Linked DNA regions of Mus musculus: regions 2 and 3 are each linked to region 1. Evidence: chromatin contacts called from public HiChIP or PLAC-seq and promoter capture Hi-C data. All regions are on one chromosome and are shown on one strand. Each heading gives the region's core, a stretch centred on a gene start, on an enhancer-like site or on the middle of the called end of the contact. The rest is flanking DNA. Distances are from core to core; before and after follow the strand shown. Region 1 holds the start of Lyl1 (lymphoblastomic leukemia 1). Region 2 overlaps Mast1 (microtubule associated serine/threonine kinase 1). Region 3 holds the start of Gcdh (glutaryl-Coenzyme A dehydrogenase).

The links. HiChIP or PLAC-seq counts read pairs in DNA pulled down with a chosen protein or histone mark. Capture Hi-C pulls out chosen DNA fragments and counts their contacts.
Region 2: an H3K4me3 HiChIP or PLAC-seq map of bone marrow-derived macrophages shows a contact between it and region 1, with 4 times the contacts expected there. The contact joins the enhancer-like site here to the promoter of Lyl1 in region 1. A contact is called at or near these places in 10 of 39 promoter capture datasets (the C10 cell line, cranial neural crest, embryonic stem cells and 5 more), 2 of 484 Hi-C or Micro-C datasets (the G1E-ER4 cell line and erythroblasts), 6 of 115 datasets of contacts at active chromatin or transcription factors (bone marrow-derived macrophages, effector CD8 T cells, embryonic midbrain and 3 more) and 3 of 9 other capture datasets (adipose tissue, liver and pancreatic islet).
Region 3: a contact with region 1 is called in a promoter capture Hi-C map of liver. The contact joins the promoter of Gcdh here to the promoter of Lyl1 in region 1. A contact is called at or near these places in 16 of 39 promoter capture datasets (the C10 cell line, the HPC-7 cell line, the SN4741 cell line and 10 more), 2 of 15 datasets of contacts at CTCF or cohesin (CD8 T cells and embryonic stem cells), 18 of 484 Hi-C or Micro-C datasets (B cells, CD4 T cells, CD8 T cells and 12 more), 14 of 115 datasets of contacts at active chromatin or transcription factors (the 230-238 cell line, bone marrow-derived macrophages, craniofacial prominence and 10 more) and 5 of 9 other capture datasets (adipose tissue, embryonic stem cells, liver and 2 more).

Annotation. Positions count from the first base shown.
Region 1 is chr8:84,699,974-84,703,353 of GRCm38.p6, reverse strand. Lyl1 (lymphoblastomic leukemia 1) reads right to left here and starts at 1,897. Exons shown (of 4, transcript NM_008535.2): 1 at 1,367-1,897; 2 at 359-714; 3 at 176-267. The coding sequence starts at 690.
Region 2 is chr8:84,920,143-84,923,522 of GRCm38.p6, reverse strand. Mast1 (microtubule associated serine/threonine kinase 1) reads left to right here. Exons shown (of 26, transcript NM_019945.2): 13 at 2,045-2,183; 14 at 2,291-2,423; 15 at 2,561-2,726; 16 at 2,807-2,908; 17 at 3,041-3,163. Gm38426 (predicted gene, 38426) reads right to left here. Exons shown (of 3, transcript NR_103491.1): 2 at 3,019-3,129; 3 at 608-1,476. Among named protein-coding and RNA genes, the nearest start is that of Gm38426, 8.5 kb to the right of the region's middle. Within about 2 kb of position 1,827, at least 10 of the 459 cell types and tissues checked have an H3K27ac peak or open chromatin away from gene starts, as enhancers often do. A contact at or near this core is called in bone marrow-derived macrophages, where this site is marked.
Region 3 is chr8:84,892,298-84,895,677 of GRCm38.p6, reverse strand. Gcdh (glutaryl-Coenzyme A dehydrogenase) reads left to right here and starts at 1,757. Exons shown (of 12, transcript NM_001044744.1): 1 at 1,757-1,936; 2 at 1,994-2,123; 3 at 2,204-2,230; 4 at 2,514-2,657; 5 at 2,785-2,847; 6 at 3,106-3,276. The coding sequence starts at 1,997. It overlaps Gm39213 (predicted gene, 39213), which reads right to left and starts at 1,670. Exons shown (of 3, transcript NR_168730.1): 1 at 1,572-1,670.

The DNA.
Region 1 (3,380 bases), core at 648-3,147:
TAATCCCCCAAGCTAGGCTCCGTACTGTAGTCTTGCATTAGCTATCACTTGTGTGAGTTGTCCTGTGTTGGGGTGTATGTGAACTTCCCAAAATACTTCTTCCTGTGGCAGAGTACAGGCCAATCAGACATGAGCTGCAGGCACCCCACAAGTACACACCGAGACACAAACTCACCGTCAGCCAAGTCCAGCTCACTATGGCTTGGTCTGCGCTTCAGCCGGCTGTTAGGGAAGATGCTGAAGGGTCCTGCTGGCCCAATGTAGACACTGTAAGGGGTTGTGGGTCATGAACACTTTGTAGGCAAAGACCCTGGCCCCCAAACCTAAGCACTGCCCATAGTCCGAGCTGCCCACTGACCTGTTGAGGAAGGGGTGAGGGTGGTAATGTACAGCCAGGGTAGGTGGAGCTCTTCCCAAGGCAGTTAGCTGCAGCAAGGAGGGCCGAAAGGCACTGAGCTCTGTGGTGGGCATGGCTGCCCCTATGGGCCTGGTGTGTCCCAGGTTTATCACTGGCACGCCGGGAGGCAACCAGGGAGTGCACGTGTTTCGGTGGTCCACCTCCTCTGTAGAAAGGGGCCCAGGTGAGGCCGGCTTAGAGGGAGGGGCAGGTGCTGGGCTGGAGGCACATACCATCTCAGTTTTCTCAGTCATGGCGGAACCCACCTCTGCTCTGGCCTGGGGCGGGCACATGGACCCCACGGATAGAATGCTAACCTGTGGGAGAGAGTGAAGTTAAGGGGAAGGAAGGCCAAAGACCATCTTTCTCCCACCTGTTTAACCTGAGCTTTTCAATGTAAGAGCACCCTTAGGCGAGAAAGGGATTGGGGGTTCAATAATCAAAGGTAGAAAAGTGGTCCTAGAAACTGCTAGGACCTAAAAGGAGGGCCTCCTCCACAAGAGGGGAGCCTCCTCCACAAGAGGGGGTGTCTATCAGATACTAGGCAGCGTTGACCCTATGAATTGTTTGTAATGGGCATCTTCAGTCTCTGAACTAGTTCCCATCTTTCAGAATCTCTCCTACCTGCAGCTGGGAATAAGATAGGAATCTCCGGACTAACTCTAAGACCTCCTAAGTCTCCAAGAGTCACCCTCTGCCACCTCTCCATGGCTATTCCAGGGGCCTCTACCCTTGCTGAAAGTTCCTCTTACTGGCCCCCAACCCCATCAGCACCCTACTTACCACGTTTGCTGGGCTCTAAGGTCTGGGGTATCCTGCCAGTGTGTGACTTCCCACATTGCTGCCCTGTTTTCCCCAACTGAGGACATTTCAGTGCCTCCTCACTTCCAGTGAATGAATAAATAAATGAAGTAACAAACACCGAATACAGGCACAGACACTCCTTAATGTTTAAAGCGTCTTTCTTACCCTGTAGCAGTTTCCACAGCTTGGAGAACCCGGCTGTGTGGTCAGGTTTGTCAGTCCAGGTCAGGAGACAGTTTCCACTGTCCAGTTCGGCCGGTGTGCTCCAGGTAATCCCTCCCGTTGGGCCTCAGAGCTGGGCTGCGCCACCTCCCGGGCTCCGGAGGGCCTGAGTAGCTTCGGAGGCGTCGTGGTGGGTACCTCCAAGAGAAAGTGAGCTGCTCCTGGACCGACCCGCCCTTTCCCCCGCCCCCGACAGCCTGGCTTCCTCCCTCTTACCCGCTGGCGCAGAGGCCAGAGGATGCTGGGCCTGTGCAGATAAGGGTCTGGCTGCCTGGCCGCGGCTGATAAGAAGCAATGCTGACCCCGGAGGAAACCAGCGGGCAGGGATCACGGAGCGCGCACCTCCTGATCCACCCCGGCTAGTCACCCTTCGGGGTTTGCTGCTCCCACAGCACTGGAAGACCCCCCAACCCTCAGGAGCCCAGCGCCAAACGTGTGCAAAGGGGAAAGGTGGCAAGGCTGCCTCTGATGTCCTCTGAGGTTGGTCTAGCTTTGAACCCCACCCCCTATGCTGATGGGGGTGGAAGGGGCCCCTTTCCGGTCCTCTGAGGCCCCATGACCCATGAGCCTCAGCCTAGTTCCTCTTTTTTTACAGATCCCCCTGTGGACTGCACCCCCCCCCCCCACACACACACCCAGGAATAGGGCTCCGGAAGGAGACAATTCTGGTAATGTGGCCTTGCCGTGTCCTGACACCGAGGTGCAGGTGTCCCGAACCTGTGGCACTGCTAACGTATTTCCAAGCCCAGGCGGGTGAGATGAGTGTCAAAGCCATATCTGAGTTTCCCAGAAGTTGCTCCCAAGTTCCCCAAGATGCTACTCAGCCATACCACAACTAGGTGGTATCCCTCACTGCCAGGTATTCTGGAGTGATCTTCTGAATTCTGGAAACCTAGAGACTGGAGAGATGGCTTCGTGGCTAACAGCACATGTTGGTTTTGTAAAGGGCTCACACTTTGTTATGGCTCACAACCATAACTAACCCCAGTTCTTTTTTTTTTTTTTTTAAGATTTATTATATGTAAGTACACTGTCTTCAGACACTCCAGAAGAGGGCATCAGATTTTGTTACAGATGGTTGTGGGCCACCATGTGGTTGCTGGGATTTGAACTCTGGACCTTCGGAAGAGCAACCGGCATTCTTAACCACTGAGCCATCTCGCCAGCCCCCCCCTAGCCCCAGTTCTAAGAAATGTGACATCTTAACTCTGAGGGCACCAGACTTGCACATGGTGCACATACATGCATGCAGGAAAAAGTCAAAGAAAAAAAATCCGTATAAAAGTTACAAAAATCCTGGGACCCCAGCTGTAAGCTCCAAAAGGGCCAGGCATGTTGATCCCAACAGTTGAATCTCTTGAGTTCAAGGCTAGCCTGGTCTAAATATTGAGTTTCAGTAGTCGGGTCTATGTAGAGACTCTGCCTCCTCCCAAAAAGGGGAGGGGGACTTCCAAGATGAGCTGAATCCCAGGCACTCCAGGAGGCTTGTCCCCTGTATCTGGTTAATTGTGGGCACACCCAGAGAGGGGCTCAGTGGCCATGCAGACTCATCAAAGTGCTTAAGCCAAAGACCCAGTTACCCACCCTAGTGACTCCTCTAGCACAGCTTGCTACAGTGGGCTTCACTTTCTGACTGATGGTGATGGGTGCATGTGCTGGGAGAGATTCTGCCCCAGGACTCTCCCCTAACATTAATAATCCTCTACTCTAGGGGGAGGGGAGAGAACGTCTCTTCATTGGGTGTCTCAGCAGCCGCCTGTGTTCTGAGAGCATACTCCTATTGAGGAGCAAGCAGGACAGGAAGCACCTGGTCTGGAGCGGATGCACAGAATGCCTGGTTCCGGTTTGGCTTCCGCCACTACACCAACTGCAGACAGCTGAGCCCAAGAAACCAGGCAATAGGATTGAGACTGCAGTGGGATTTGCGAGCACTGGGGAAGTGGAGGAAATGCCTGGA
Region 2 (3,380 bases), core at 578-3,077, 220 kb before region 1:
GGTCTTCCATCTTCATCCTCCTGAGTGCTGAGGTTCGTCAGACTTATTTGTTAGCTGTGGGTCTTCAGGTGGGCAGGGCTTACTTTGTACTAAGTCTGTCTTTCTTTCTTTCTTTCTTTCTTTCTTTCTTTCTTTCTTTCTTTCTTTCTTTCTTTCTTTCTTTCTTTCTTTCTTTCTTTCTTTCTTTCTTTCTTTCTTTTTATGGTTTTCCGACACAGGGTTTGTAGCTCTGGCTGTCCTGGAACTCACTTTGTAGACCAGGCTGGCCTCAAATTCAGAAATCCGCCTGCCTCTGCCTCCCGAGTGCTGGGATTAAAGGCTTGCGCCACCACGCCCAGCTGTTTTAATTCTTTTTTTTTTTAAAGATTTATTTATTTATTATATGTAAGTACACTGTAGCTGTCTTCAGACACTTCAGAAGAGGGCGTCAGATCTTGTTACAAATGGTTGTGAGCCACCATGTGGTTGCTGGGATTTGAACTCTGGACCTTCAGAAGAGCAGTCGGGTGCTCTTACCCACTGAGCCATCTCACCAGCCCCGGCTCTTTTAATTCTTAATTAAGTTATAATTCCTATTATTATGCAAACACCCCCACTCTATATGTGTCTTCTCATCCATTTGTTTATTGAAGCAATTCTTTCTTTACATTCTTTTCCTTCTCTGCTCATCTATGCATTATCCATCCAATTCTTCTCCTCCCCCCTCCCATGCATACGCGTGCGCACGTACTCTCTCTTCCTGAAATAGTCCATCTCCTTCCTCAGTGTCCACGTAGCTGAGAATTCAGGTGTGCAGCTTCATTCATTTCTTCCTTCCACTTTCTGTTTGTTCCTCCATAATTGCTTTTTGTGGGGTGCTGGGGATGGAACCCATAACCCTAGTGCTTCACTGGGGGATTCTAGGCAGTGGCTCTCCTCTGAGTCACATCCCCAGGCAGAGACAGTTCCAGGCCAGCTTCAGTTATAATTTAGTTAACAGTAAATATTATTATAAGTAGAATATTACAGATAAAGTTAATTAAATGATTACAATACCAACTAACTAAAGCTCATTGTTTACATTATCATTCACACTTTACATTTTACTTTTTTTTTTTCCATCTTAAGGTATGGCTGAGCCATGTTGGAATTCACACTCAAGGCCTTTTGTGTGCTTGGCTTCAGCCCCAGCCATTTTATCTATCTTTTTCTATCTTGTGTAGCAAGGAAACATAGGAACTTATATGCTATGCCGCCTTTAGGAATGGCTGCATCTAGGTGCTCTTACCAAGCTATTGGCTGTCACATAGCACTGCTTTCTCACATGACATGCCTGTTCCCTTCTGATGCACCACAGTGTAGCTGCTCCCTCTGGATGCACCATAGAGTAGCAAGGCTGCCGTCCATCCGATTGCACACTATGTTTAATGCTCATGTGAAAGGGCACAAACCTGTTGCATATTGACCTAGGTGGTTTGCCTTGAGTGACATCTACCCCTGTAAGAAAAGAAAAGAGCGGGTATCAGGCAAACTAAACTACGAATGTTGGACAGTGCCCTGGTTCAGTAGTAAAGCACCTATCTAGAATCCACTGAGGAGGGGGAGGGGGTGTGGCTCCACGCTGGAATTATCTCTGAGTATGCACAAGGGCCTGGATCCCATTTGCAGCTAAATAACATGTGGCTCACACTCCTCCTGGGTGGAAGCCAGCAACCCACACTTAAAAACCCTTGACCCTCAAGGATCAGTTGTCAAGAGGCCAAGAGTCATGCTTTCTTTGACTCTAAACAAAACTCACTATCATCAACTTCCTGTGTGACCAGACTTCTCTCTGAGTCCTTATGAAGTAAGTGGGTTGGACATGCCAATTTCAGAGGGTGACTAATAACATGAGGTAAGCCTAGGAGAATGCGGCTCTTTCTGAGACTTGGAAAGGCTCCCATTTCTAGTTTTCCCCTTCTGCAAAATGGGTACAAGGGAAGTAGAGAAACAGTGAATGTTGTGTGCCTGGCTTTGGGTATGGAAGTAACTCTCTCTTTACCTGAATCTCTTCCCTGGCTCTCAGGTGGTGACTGTGCCACTCTCCTCAAGAACATTGGGGCACTGCCTGTGGAGATGGCGCGAATGTATTTTGCAGAAACAGTTCTAGCCCTTGAGTACTTACACAATTATGGCATCGTGCACCGTGACCTCAAGCCAGACAAGTGAGCTTTGGCCTTCTTTATTCCTCTCCCATTGTTCCTTGGAAGACCCAGGGGTGAAGGGCAAGGATCTCACTTCTGAAACCTGCTCTGTGTCCTTGTCCCTGAAGCCTCCTCATTACTTCCATGGGCCACATCAAGCTCACGGATTTTGGCCTCTCCAAGATGGGACTCATGAGCCTGACCACCAACTTATATGAGGGGCACATTGAGAAGGATGCCCGGGAGTTCCTGGACAAACAGGTGTGTGGCGGGCATGGGAGTCACCAAGGGTGGAGTGACCTGGAAGGACCTCAGGGGCCCAGGGCCTGGTGGGAGGGCACAGCTCTCCCTTGAGGCCCCTTCTGTGGCCAGGGCACAGGCTGACCACCTGCCCCCAGGTGTGTGGGACCCCAGAGTACATCGCACCCGAGGTCATCCTGCGCCAGGGCTACGGCAAGCCAGTGGACTGGTGGGCTATGGGGATCATTCTCTACGAGTTCCTGGTGGGCTGTGTGCCTTTCTTCGGGGATACCCCAGAAGAGCTCTTTGGACAGGTCATCAGCGGTACGTGACTCCTAGGTGGGAGGTGGGACTATGAAAAGATGGGCAGCCTGAGGCGACCTCAGCTTCATTTTTCTTTGCAGATGACATACTGTGGCCTGAAGGGGACGAGGCCCTGCCCACAGATGCACAGCTTCTAATATCTAGCCTCTTGCAGACCAACCCCCTGGTCCGGCTTGGGGCAGGTAAGAGGCCTTCTGCAAAGACAGCTGAGATGGGAGCAGGTTGCTGTCCCAGCTTGAGCTGAGGCCTGGGGCAGTAATTGGGCTTGGTGTGCTGGGCAGGCGCTGGGTACCTTTCTCATCTTCTGTCCATAGGTGGTGCTTTTGAGGTGAAGCAGCATAGTTTCTTCCGAGACCTGGACTGGACAGGGCTACTGCGGCAGAAGGCGGAGTTCATCCCCCACCTAGAGTCAGAAGATGACACCAGCTACTTTGACAGTGAGTTGGGGGTAGGGAGAGACACAATGCCAGGTCCGAGTATAGAATGGGATCCAAAGAGAGGGCCCACAGTGAGGACTGGGATGGAGCCTGGCTAAGGGTATGTGGGGATAAAAAGGCTGACACTGGTCAGGCCAGGTGGTACAGGCCTGTCATCCCAGAGACTAAGAAGTCATGGCTTTCTATACTACACAGAGAAGTCAAGGCCAGCCTAAGC
Region 3 (3,380 bases), core at 508-3,007, 190 kb before region 1:
GCTCTCAGGTGCAGCCCTCATCCCACACTGGAAGCCATACCTAAATAAGCCTCTTCTTATTAAAATTTATTTATGGTTATGGTGAATCTCTAAGGAACCTGACTGTAACAGAGGCCCTGTGTTAAATGGGCCTGCCTGAGAGACTGTCCAGCAGGTCAAGGCACTTGTCACCAAGCCTAAACACCTAAGGTGGATCCCTAGGACACCCATAGTGGAAGGCGAAATGACTCTTGAAAGTTGTCCTTTGTCCTCCTAAACATGGGACATGGAGAGCTGTGCATACATTGCGTGCTCTCTCTCTCTCTCTCTCACCCCCCACACTAAATAGATAAATGTAATTAAAAAATGAAAACAATGCCGGGCGTGGTGGCACACGCCTTTAATCCCAGCACTCGGGAGGCAGAGGCAGGCAGATTTCTGAGTTGGAGGCCAGCCTGGTCTACAAAGTGAGTTCCAGGACAGCCAGAGCTACACAGAGAAACCCTGTCTCGAAAAACCAAAAAAAAAAAAAAAAAAAAAAAAAAAAAAAAAAAAAGAAGAAGAAGAAGAAGAAGAAAAGAAAAGAAAAGAAAACAACTGGAGGAATATAGTTTAGTTCAGTGATGCAGTATTTGTTGAGCTTGAGTAGAATGCTAGGTTTGCTTCCTAGCACTTCACACACACACACACACACACCACAAGATACACTTGTAAAGATGACTATCATAGTAGCTTTCACCCACACACAGCTACAAGAGGAGACATAGCCAGTTATTTTATTTTATTTATTTATTTTTTTTGAGACAGGGTTTCTCTGTATAGCTCTGGCTGTCCTGGAACTCAGTCTGTACACCAGGCTGGCCTCAAGCTCAGAAATCCACCTGCCCCTACCTCCCAAGTACTGGGATTAAAGGCGTGTGCCACCACTACCCAGCTACATAGCCAGTTACAAGATAGAAATACAACCCCATAAAATGCGTTACAGGAAAGTCCAAATGACAAGTTGCTGCCCTCAGACTTTGACAACTGAGAAGAGGATCAGAAGAATTTATTACTCACAAGCCCAGAGGAGAAACCTACTGTTGGTCTGAGCAATTGCACAGATGGGTTTCTATAACATTTATAGTTATAACATTATTGCTAAGCCAATAATCTTCATTGGTGCCTTAAACTAAAAACCATAAAAGGGTCGATGTAAGTCTATAAGGGGAAGTCTCTCTGTGTGGTTGGTCAGTCAAGCACTTTTGAGAATCAGATATTGGAGCTATGGTTAGAGCTTTCTCTTTTTGAAGGACAATTGTTAGATGGCTGCTTTGTCAGGATAACCAGTTACTATTTCTCAGGAGAGTTTATACAGTTATGCCCCCCCTTCTTTTCTATTCTTGTCTTAATTTTCTCCAAATCAGTGCATACTCCAATAGAAACTGTAACATCCAAGACACCCAGTTATAACATATTCTAGATTATTCTGCACAACACCCAGAAGGTAGGAGAACCACACAGGTACACAGAAATGCAGTTACTTTGCCACAGAAGATCACATCCTTCCACGAAGTACACACAAAGCAACAAGTTGGGATGGGGCTCACCACCTTTCTCTCTGCAGGCACCCCATTTGCGGATTTCGCAAGGTCTGGCCTCCAGGCGTTCTTATTGAACTTGGGATCCCGCTTCTCAGGCTCTGGGCAACTAGCTAACCAGGAATGGGCGGGGCAGAAATACAGTTGGCCAATCGGGTTTGCACACTTGTTTCCGCCCCTTCCTGGTTCTGCTGTTTAAAGGAGAGACCTGCCTGGGCATGGAAGAACCCGCTTGCAAAACCAGGCAGCTGCCTTGGCTCTTTTAAAAGGCAGAGCCACAGAGGAGGCGGTGTTCTGGGAGGAACCAAGGAGGAACCAATGAGCAACCCCTATTAGGCCTAGTGTGCTGGTCCCGGAGCACAGCCCGCAAGCACCAGGTATGAAGGGTATGGGGTGGGAGAAGGCTGGTCCCCGCTGACGCTCAGCCCTTCCAGGTTATGGTTCCTGCAATGCTCACCGGCTACATGTCCCTGAGAGGAGTCTCCGCGCGGTTGCTGAGCCGCAGGTCCGGCCTGCGCTTCCCGCGTTTTCCACGTACCTGGAGCTCGGCGGCCGCCCACACCGGTCAGTGCAAGGCTCTGGATGGGTGGGCAGGGAGACACAGGACACTTTCTCAGTGTGGCGTTCTCGTCCTTTGTTTGCAGAGAAGACACAGATCCGACCGGCCAAATGTAAGATCACCTACCCACCTATTCCCAGTCCAGCTGTTTCTCTGACCCATGCTAGTCCATGAATGCAAGGACTTCTGGGAAGGGAGGCTGGGTTATCCCCAGGGTCAGAAGTCTAAAGTAGAGGGTATTTGTTTCTACTTGGCTGGAGAGGGGTTGCGCTTGTCAGACTGTTTTGAAGCCAGAATTCACCTGGAGCGAGATGGGGGGCGGGGAATGGGTACAGCTTAAAAATGTGAAAGAGGATAAGGGGTTCTGGCTGACTCGACCCCCATACTCTACCCAGCCTCTCGCCCCGTGTTTGACTGGAAGGACCCACTCATACTGGAGGAGCAGCTGACTGCCGATGAGAAACTGATCAGGGACACCTTCCGTAACTACTGCCAGGAGCGGCTTATGTCTCGAATTCTGCTGGCTAATCGAAATGAAGGTGCCTTGGTGGAAGGGTGGGCATGCTGGGTTTCACAACCATACATGATTTGCATGTGCTGCAGTCCCTGGAGTCAGGGACTCCATGAGACTGAGACAGGGTCTGATTCTGACACCCATCTCTGCAGTTTTTCACAGGGACATTGTGTATGAGATGGGGGAGCTGGGCGTGTTGGGACCCACCATTAAAGGTAAGGACATTTCTGTGTATACTATGCAGCCTATACCCACCTACAACATCTTGAAGGACCATCCCTTTTCCTCAGTCACGCATTTCATCTGTAAAATGGGCAATGGTTATCTCTCCTGAAAACAGCTGTGGGTTTGAGAGGAACAAAGTCCTAACCAGGGCAGCCCCCTGCCCACTTCCAGAAGGGCCATATTACAGCCCTACTCAGTCCCAGGGCTGATCTTTGGCCTTTGGTCTACCCGTTCTTCTTTTGCACCAGGGTATGGCTGTGCTGGTGTGTCGTCGGTGGCCTATGGGCTCCTGACCCGAGAGCTTGAGAGGGTGGACAGTGGCTACAGGTCGATGATGAGTGTTCAGTCCTCCCTTGTCATGCACCCCATCTATACCTATGGGAGCGAGGAACAGCGACAGAAATATCTGCCCGGACTGGGTAAGCAGCTGTTGCCAAGAGGAGGAAAGTCAGATGTCGGTCTGGAATGCAGGTCCCGCCTGGTGTCCCTCCACAGCCTGCCTTCTTTCCTACAGACCACCTGT